Regions from separate parts of the Mus musculus genome. Here region 1 is linked to region 2. A link is a contact called in public HiChIP or PLAC-seq data. All regions are on one chromosome and are shown on one strand. The core of a region is the stretch at or near the end of the contact, and the rest is flanking DNA. Distances in the headings are between cores, read along the strand shown. Region 1 holds the start of Cxcl16 (chemokine (C-X-C motif) ligand 16). Region 2 holds the start of Zbtb4 (zinc finger and BTB domain containing 4).

Region 1 (4,409 bases), core at 1,786-4,285, 690 kb after region 2:
ACAGCCTTCTGGGACTTTCTTCAGAGTAAAAGGCCCAGGGTATCTGAGAGAGTTGAAGAAAACAATGTCTACATTGTCTCTGTAGCCTGAAAGGCAGTGAGTGGGGTACCGTTGATACCTCATTATAAACTAATGAGGAACATTTCTGGGGTTTTGTTGTTGTTTTGAGACAGGGTTTCTTTGTGTAGCCTGGCAATCCCAGAACTAGCTCTGGAGACCAGGTTGGCCTCCAATTTATAGAAATTATCTGCCTCTGCCTCGTGAGTGCTGGGACTAAAGGCACGGCGTCACCACACCCTACACATGTATTTTCTTTCAGAAGAAAAATACAGAGCTGGAGAGATGGCTTAGCGGTTAAGATCACTGACTGCTCTTCCAGAGATCCTGATTTCAATTCCCAGCAACCACATGGTGGCTCACAACCATCTGTAATGAGCATTGGATGCCCTCTTCTGGTGTGTCTGTAGATAGCTACAGTGTACACATATACATAAAATAAGTAATTCTTAAAAAAAAATACAATCTCTACATGAGAGGTGTAGCTGAAGGAATGCTGATAAGTTGTTTAAAAACTGGCTTATGTATCCTTAGGATTTATTCATTTCATTAAGTATTTGTTTGTTTACCTTGAAAGAAAAAAGATCAATAAATATTGAACTCAAGAGCCAACAGGAGGGAATGTACACCGTTAATCCCCAGCACTCGGGAGCCAGCGGCATTCAGATCTTTGTGAGTTTGAGACCACCCTGGTCTCCAAAGTGAGTTCCAGGACAGCCAAGACTTAAACAAAGAAACCCTGCCTAGGGCTGGGGAGGATCCCCCCACAAAACCCCAAAACAACAACAAAACAAAAACTGTAAATCAAGTATTACAAAATCTAGATGATGTGCATAGAAGCTGCCCATTGTAGAATTTTTTTCAACTTTTTGTTTTGTTTTTGAGGTAGGGTCTTCGTACATAGACCTGGCTATCCTGAAACTCATGTTGTAGACCAGGCTGGCCTCAGATTCACCAAGATCCACCTGCTTCTGCCTCCCAGAATGTTAGGGTTAAAGGTGTGTGGTTGAATTCTTTCAACTTAAACATGTTTATTTTCATCATGAAGTATTAGAAAATGAAAATAGTACCTTCAAGTGATTTCAGTGACAACACAGCAGTGAAAGTCAAGCCTGTTGCAGAGTCCTATAATCCCAGCTACTAGAGAGGTTGAGACAAGAAGATAGCAAGTTCAAGACCATCCCAGTCAACTTAACCAGACCCTGTCTAAAAATGTCAAAAAAAACCCGGGGAGCTCACTCAGGGGCAGTGTACACACTTAGCTTGACCAATCTTGAGTATAGTTTATATTAAAATAGTGACTTCAAGAAAATATTAAGTCGGGGGCTGGAGAGATGGCTCAGCGGTTAAGAGCACTGACTGCTCTTCCGAAGGTCCTGAGTTCAATTCCCGGCAACCACATGGTGGCTCACAACCATCCGTAATGAGATCTGGTGCCCTCTTCTGGAGTGTCTGAGGACAGCTACAGTGTACTTACATATAATAAATAAATCAACAAATCTTTTAAAAAAAAAAAAAAGAAAGAAAATATTAAGTCATAGCATTTGTGGTAGAACAAATTGGCCAAATCCAGGAAGATGACAGTAAATGATATTGGGAAAACACAGACTGAAGTGACAGAACTTCAGTGAAAGTTAAAAGGTTCTAACGAAGAAAGTGCTATGTGGCAGAGGCAAAGGGCATTGTAAGGTGGCAGCCTGCACCCTGATGGCCCACTGGAGGACAGAAAAGGCTCTCACCTTTGCGCTCAAAGCAGTCCACTAGTTCACGGACCCACTGGTCTTGGCTTCCCCCACACACGCTTTTGGACTGCAACTGGAACCTGCAAAAGGATCAATGTAGTCCACTCCTTCCCTTCCCTACCTTTCCTCATTCCAAAGGTGTGAAGTCACAAGAAGGTGAGCCCCACTACAGCTGGAAATCCCCAGATAAGTAAAACTAGAAAGGAATTAGGCTCCGGGACTTGGACTGGGTGTTCAGATCGATGGTCCCACACCTGCCCTGGGGGGAAAAGAGACAGTACCTGATAAAGAATGGACAACGATGAAATGCTTTCAGGTATTTTCGGATGTGATCCAAAGTACCCTGCGGTATCTGGGTGCCAGAAGAAATGGTACGATCACAAGAACAACTTCCAGCGACACTGCCCTGGTTGCCATCGCCTAATGGAAAAGGAATCAGCCTGGGTTCTCAGACTGAGGAATCTGCCCTTGTCCCAGTCTAATCTCAGACAGACTTTCCCTAGTCACCGCTGCAGCCCTGGATAGCTCTGGGCTGCGTTCTTAATCCCGCGGATGGACTTAGTGCCCCTCCGCAGTTTCCTTCAGGGGCCCCAGTCCCGCGTCCCACCCCCACCCCCACCCCCGACTAACCTGGCAGGGTCAGCAGCGCCAACAAGAAAAGGAAGAACGCAAGAGACAAGGGTCCAAAGCCCCGCCTCATCTCCGGCTTCTGCGGAGCTTGTTGGGACGAGGTCACCTAGCCGACATCCAGCCAATTCTCTAAAGCTTTCTCTTCTTCACCCTGACTGATGTTTTGCGAAGGCGCTGATCCGTGCCAAGCTCAGGAGGGGAGGGGGCGCGAGGTGGTGGCGCCTTCTGTCCCCCGGCGCGCGCTGTCCGGAACCGACCGTCTGGTCGGTACCGGGGAGCCCGCTTTGCGCCCAGCTCCCAGTCGGGGGACACACACACCCCTGCCCCGAAGGCGGAGCTCCAGTCTCCGGCCGGCCAGCCGTAGGGTCAGCCAAGACTATCCGACAAAACCGAAAGAAAATTTGGGCTGTAGAACCAGAGGAATCCGAGTGAGCAAGCTGTGGTTCCCGAAGAATGACTCGGTTGGGTTCGGGGATTTCAGCCCTCTTGAGAAGTCATCTGTCTGTCTGCTGGTTTGTAAAGTGGGTGACCCTCTAGATCCTTCCTCTGGCTCCAAGATGCTTTCACTTCCCTGGACCGCTGGGTCTCAGTAGGATCCAGTCACATGGCCAAGGTGAAGCAGTCAAACAAGTCACCAGACCTGTAGGAATGCCCACGCCCTGGCCTGATACTGCCTGACGTCACGACGGTCCTCCAGCACGAGGTATTTACCTTCGAAAAGTGGTGGCGGCTGTAGGTACCGGAGGAGAGGAGCGGCCGGAAAGGGGGTGGGGTTCGCACCAAACTGATCCAGACCCAAGAGATGCCTCAGTACTTACTCAGACCAACAGACCCCCAAATTTCCTCTTCTAAGCAAGCCTATCTCCATAGGATTAGCCTTACCTCGTGTCTTCCCTTAATTCAAATCTCACTTTAGGATTTGAATCATTGAGTTTTGTGCCCCAGGTACAATTTCATTCCTGAGTACTCCCCCTTTAACCCTAAACATCCACTTTCCAATCTAGCCTTCCTCCATTCTCATCCCTGCAAATCCTAGTCTCGGCTCCAAATATTCCTCTGTAAATCTTACCTCAAACCCACACCCTTCTCCCTTTTGCGACCCAGCCCAAAGCCTCACCACTACCCTGATCCTCACGATTATCACATATCCCTTTCTGCTCGGTCTGGGTCCAAGCCCTGAGTATCTAAAGACATGGAGTTTGTGTCTGGATACCGAGACGAGTTCCTCGATTTTGCTGCTCTTCTCTTTGGCTGGTTCCGCAAGTTTGTGGCAGAGAGGGGGACCATGGGGACCAGCCTTGAGGGCCGATGGCGTCAACTGGAGTCACAGATAAGGAGGCTGCCTCAGGATCCTGCCCTTTGGGTGCTCCATGTCTTACCAAACCGCAGTGTGGGCATCAGCCTGGGGCAAGGTGCCGAGCCAGGTCCTGGGCCAGGCCTAGGGGCTTCCCGGCTCCTGGGAGATGAGCCTCCACTTCACCTGAGAGACCTGAGTCCTTATGTCAGTTTTGTCAGCCTAGAGGATGGGGAAGAAGGGGAGGAGGAGGAGGAAGATGAGGAGCATGGAGAGAGGCCAGGCATGGAGAAGGTGGAACCACAGGAGGGTGGGGAGCCAGCCCCTCCAAGCAAGAGATTCCCCCAAGAAGCAAAGCCTGCTCCAGAGTCAGAGGTGACCCAGCAGGAGGCAAGCCGAGAAGAAGGCAGCAGAGAGGAGCGACCAGAGGATGAGAGGGCTCCTGAAAAGAGGAAAGGACAGAAGAATGGTAAGAGCCCAGGACGGCCCCACCCTGAGTCCTACCATGTCACTCAAGACCCAAAGAGGAGGCATGAGCTGGTAACCTTCATGCAAATCTGATGCCAGAAGTTGTTTTCATCTACCACAGTGTGTTTTTGTTCTGTAATTTGAATCAACATCCAAGCACTTGTAAGGAATGAAAGTCCAGAAGCCTTGCATCTTAAGGATAATATCCAGGTGCTAGG
Region 2 (4,556 bases), core at 1,042-3,541:
ATCAGCTCTGCTCGCTCAGTCCCGGCTTACTCTGGCTCAGAGATTGAATTATCATGCTTAAGTCCACTGCAGCTGTCTGCAGACACCAGAGGAGGGCGGCAGAGCTCAGTACAGCTGGTTGTGAGTCACCATGTGGTTGCTGGGATTTGAACTCAGGACCTTTGGAAGAGCAGTCAGTGTTCTTACCCACTGAACCATCTCGCCAGCCCCTGCTTGTTTATTCTCATTTTTAAATTTAATTTTGTGTGGGTGAGTGTTTTGCCTACCTGCATATTTGTGTACCATTTGCATATGCCTTGTGCCCTTGGAGGTCAGAAGAAGATGTTAACTCCCCTGAAATGAGTTACAGGTGTTTGTAAACCACCACATGGGTTCTGAGAGTTGAATCTGAAAAAGCAACAGTACTCTTAACCACTGAGCAATCTTTATAGCCTCAGCTTCTTTTTTTAAAAAATTGGTATGTGGGCAGGTATGGTGAGTTACACCTTAAACCCCAACATTTGGGAGGCAGAAGTGGATTCCTGTGAGTTCTGGGCCAACCTGATCTATATTGTGAGTTCCAGGCCAGCCAGGGTTACAGAGTGAGGAAAAAAAAATCGAAGAGAAGAGTGTACGTGGTTATGTTCATGCAAGTGTGCAAACTCAACCATCTCTCCAGCCCCCAAATTTATTTTATTTTTAGTTATGCATATGTATCTGTGTGGGAATTTGTGGATGAATGCTGATGCCTGCAGAGGCCAGAGGTATCAGGTCCCCTGGAGCTGGAGTTCCAGGTGGTTGTGAATGGCCGTATTTGGATGTGGGGGAAATGGAACTCTTGGGTCTTCTGCAAGAGCAGTTCTCTCACTGACCAGCTTGTGGGGGTTGGTGGTTTGTTTTGATTTTTGCTTTATGCTAAGTATTGCCCAGGTTGGTCTCAAAAGGCCTGTGGAATCTGGCCTTGAAATCTTGGTCCTCATGCCACTATCTCCCAAAGTGCTTGGGGTTATAGGTACCGGAAGTAGATGTTTGAAAGAGTGTGGAAGTGGCCGGGCAGTGGTGGCGCATGCCTTTAAACCTAGCACTTGGGAAGGCAGGCGGATTTCTGAGTTCGAGGCCAGCCTGGTCTACAGCGTGAGTTCCAGGACAGCCAGGGCTACACAGAGAAACCCTGTCTCAAAACAAAACAAAACAAAACAAAACAAAACAAAACAAAACAAAACAAACAAAAGAGTGTGGGAGTGGTTTTGTGGCTGTATGGCTTGTCTAGGCCGAGTGGCTTGGAACCCGCTCGTAGACCAGCATGGACTTGAGCTTGCAGAGCTTCCGCCTTTGCTGCCCGAGCGCAGGCGGGCTTGAACCTTCATGCTCTTCGGGGAGAGCCTGCTCCTCTTTCTCCTGAAGTGGGTCTTTTTTATGGGGATGGGGGTGTTCGTTTTTGTTTTTTCAAGCAGGGATATCACACTGTAGCCCTGGCTGACTGGAACTTGCTGTTTAGATCAGGTTGGCTTCCAAGTCCTTAAATCCACTTGCCTCTGGCTCCACAGCATCATCACGCCGGGCCTCTCCAGAGTCTTTAGTTTTGCAACTAGGGAGCCGTCTATAGCATTGTCCCATGGAGGTTCCAGGAATTTTTTGTTTGTTTGTTTGTTTTTATGTATGTCACATTTCTCATGCTTCCACCTGGCGTGTGGTTAGTGTTGTGCTGGGAAGGCCACACCAAGGCCTCTGCATTTATATGCAGGGACACAGAAGCGAATCTTTCCACTGGTGACACAAAGTTCCAAGCTTTGTGCTTATCTGCACTAATGATCATCTGTTCTACGGAGTTGAGGTCTTTCTTGCCAGTGGGTCTGGTGATAATCCCTAGGTATTCGCGAGGGTGCTCACTTTGGATCTATAGGTTCCACGGGGCCCAAATGTGAATCTGCCGTGTTGTAAGTTTGCGGCCCCGGAGAACATGTGTGTGGTGTGCGTGTCTGTGGTGAACAGCTGTGCCCACGCAGCGTGCTCTAGGCGATGTGACCCCTGAGTGAAGGGTGTGCAGAGGGAAGGGCGGGCGTGGGGGTGAGTCCCTTCCCAGGGAATGAGTGGTCTAGGTCACTGCCCGCCCCGTAAGGTGTGCATTCTGCGGGAAGCCCCGAGTCTTTTCCCTGTGAGGGATCCACCAGGCCTTGGCCATCAGACTTCAGAGTCCAGAGTCGGTGTCGTCTGCGCTTTGCTGGCTTCCTCTCAGCGGCGGCGCTGGGGGGGTGGGGGGGGACTGTTTCCGGGGGTGGGGTGGGGGGGAGGACCGGGGCGGGGGGGGAGCCGATGATGTCAGCGGCGGCGGCGGCGGCGGTGGGGCTGGGCCGGGGCCGGGCGCTGGGGGGGGCCGGGGCCGGGGCCGGAGCCGGAGCCGGAGCTGGAGGAGAGCGAAACCCAAGCGGCCGGGGCTGGCCACGGTGATGAGCCGGGCCTGGCAGACGCGGCGCCATCGCAGTCAGGTGGGCCCCGGGGCGAACCGGGCAGGGCTAGGGAAGATGCCCCCTCTCCGCTGCCCGGCGCCGCAGGGGCCGGAGCCGCGCCCCGCGACCGCTCCCCTTCCAGGTTGATCTAGGGGCGCAGGGGTCGGGGGTTCTAATAAGCCCCGCCCCCGGACGTGCACGGCGCTGGGGAGCAACTTAAGAGCGCCCTGGTATGGTGTCCAACGAGCCGTGACTGGGGGACTCGGTCTCCTGGGGCCGTGAAGAGGGTCGCAATCACTCCACCTATGAAGGGTTAAATTCTGCAGCCCAATGCCCCCTCCCTCTGCCTCTGTGGGGCAGGTTGGGGGTTGGGTTGGGGCGGGTGTGATCCCGGGCAAGCGCTGCAAGCTGCTGGGAGGGCGATGGCGTAGGAGCCAGGCAGAGAGGGGGAGGGGTGGCCCTCTGAGCGCCCCAGAGTTGGGGTGTGCAGGGTGCGCAGTGCGAGCAGGGGCCCGGAACCGCCGCGCCGTCGGGGAAGGGTTGTTGCAGTGAGTCCTGGAGATTGTGCCTCCTGCGGTACTGTGGGGCAAGGTAAACTGCTCCTCCTGGGCAACACGGTTTCCCAGTCTGGCACCGAGGGGTCTGCGAGGGCCCTCCCTGATACATAGAGACAGAAAGCCAGGAGGGGGTACTTATTGGTACAGAATTACAAGGTTTGGCTCTGTGGCTTTAGGTGACAGATACCTTAAGTGTGCTGTTCGAGGATTTGTATATAGTTTTTGTCAGCGTGTGTTTTCCTTCACGTATGTCTTGTGTTGTACATATGAATGTTTATGAATGTTTGTTTTCTGCATAGCTGGCATGGTGTGTGTGTGTGTGTGTGTGTGTTATGGTGGACACCAGAATGAGGGGTGTGCGTACCCATTTGAAGAGTGCAGTCAGTTGTGGACATTTGAATCAGAAGGTATCACGCCTGAGTTCCATTTCTGTCGTCCTGATGAGGTGTGGTCCAGTTGTGTAGAGGACAGAAAGGCGGATGGATTTGTGTGTCTGTGATGTACGAGTTTCACGGGGGGCTGCATGTCTGGAACTCAGACCTAATAATCCTCAGGAGCATGTGAGGTGAGGGGTTCTGGGTGGGACATGCAAGATGTGTTTATGGGATCCTGGGAAGCCAAGCACGGGAAAGGTTGCATGTTTGCAACACTCTCCACGGGATTCTTTGGTGACGTTGTTTGTGGGAGCCTGTCTGGGCTGTTGGGCCTGGAGGCAAGCTGCTCAGAAAACACTTAGGAGGAGGTGGCGTGACAAGGGCAATGTGGGCCTTAGACCCAGGAGGCCAGTGGAAGGCTTGGTGTGCATGTCTACCTTCTGTGTGCTTAAGTGACGGGTGTAGGGCTGCCAGGAGATGTTATGGGAAAGTTGGGAGATAAACACTAGGCAGGCGAAAGGGGCAGGAATGGGTGCTGTTGGGTGGCACTGCTCTCCTTTTGCAGGGTCTCTGTGTTTGCCCAGCACATTAGGGCCATAGGGAGGAAAAGTCCTGGCGCCCATAAGGGAAGTGAGCTTAGACAGAGCGGCTCCTTGGTCATGTTTATGTAAAGGCTGGGTGTGACTTTTGTCACTAAAATGGAAAAAGGGATCAGGAGTTTTCAGTCTCCTCCTGCTTTGCCCTCTCCCCCACCCCCCTTCCGGTATCTCTGACGCACATGAAGCCCTACTCCTGGGACAGTGGAAGAGCTTTGGACAGAATTTGCTCACTAAGCAGATTCTTTGGAACAGGTTTCCCTCACCTTTGGGGCCTAGGCCCTTCAGTGCATGTGGGAGATACACATGTACGCCTGCTCACTCCGTTGGTGTTCCTTGTGTGCCCTACTGTGCGTGTCATCTAGCCTGTGTGTACACATATAGGAGTGAGAAAGCTTTAAAGCTGTATCCTCTGGAATGGGTGAGGGAGGCTGTCTGCCTATGAGGCCCGGAGGACAGGTGCAAGCAAGACTTACACTGGAACTGAAGTTCTGGTGCCTCCCCAACTTCCTCAGTGGAACATTCTCTGAGTGCCCTAGTCCACGTCTGTGAGATGGAGCTAACAACCTGCCCAGGGAACTTACAACAGCATATGGAACATAG

The links. HiChIP or PLAC-seq counts read pairs in DNA pulled down with a chosen protein or histone mark.
Region 1: a FOXA1 HiChIP or PLAC-seq map of pancreatic cancer cells shows a contact between it and region 2. The contact joins the promoter of Cxcl16 here to the promoter of Zbtb4 in region 2. A contact is called at or near these places in 2 of 115 datasets of contacts at active chromatin or transcription factors (microglia and pancreatic cancer cells).

What each region holds. Positions count from the first base shown.
Region 1 is chr11:70,456,949-70,461,357 of GRCm38.p6, forward strand. Cxcl16 (chemokine (C-X-C motif) ligand 16) reads right to left here and starts at 3,036. Exons shown (of 5, transcript NM_023158.7): 1 at 2,430-3,036; 2 at 2,081-2,219; 3 at 1,797-1,879. The coding sequence starts at 2,499. Zmynd15 (zinc finger, MYND-type containing 15) reads left to right here and starts at 2,485. Exons shown (of 14, transcript NM_001029929.3): 1 at 2,485-3,132; 2 at 3,604-4,192. The coding sequence starts at 3,622.
Region 2 is chr11:69,763,621-69,768,176 of GRCm38.p6, forward strand. It overlaps Zbtb4 (zinc finger and BTB domain containing 4), which reads left to right and starts at 2,292. Exons shown (of 4, transcript NM_029348.2): 1 at 2,292-2,465.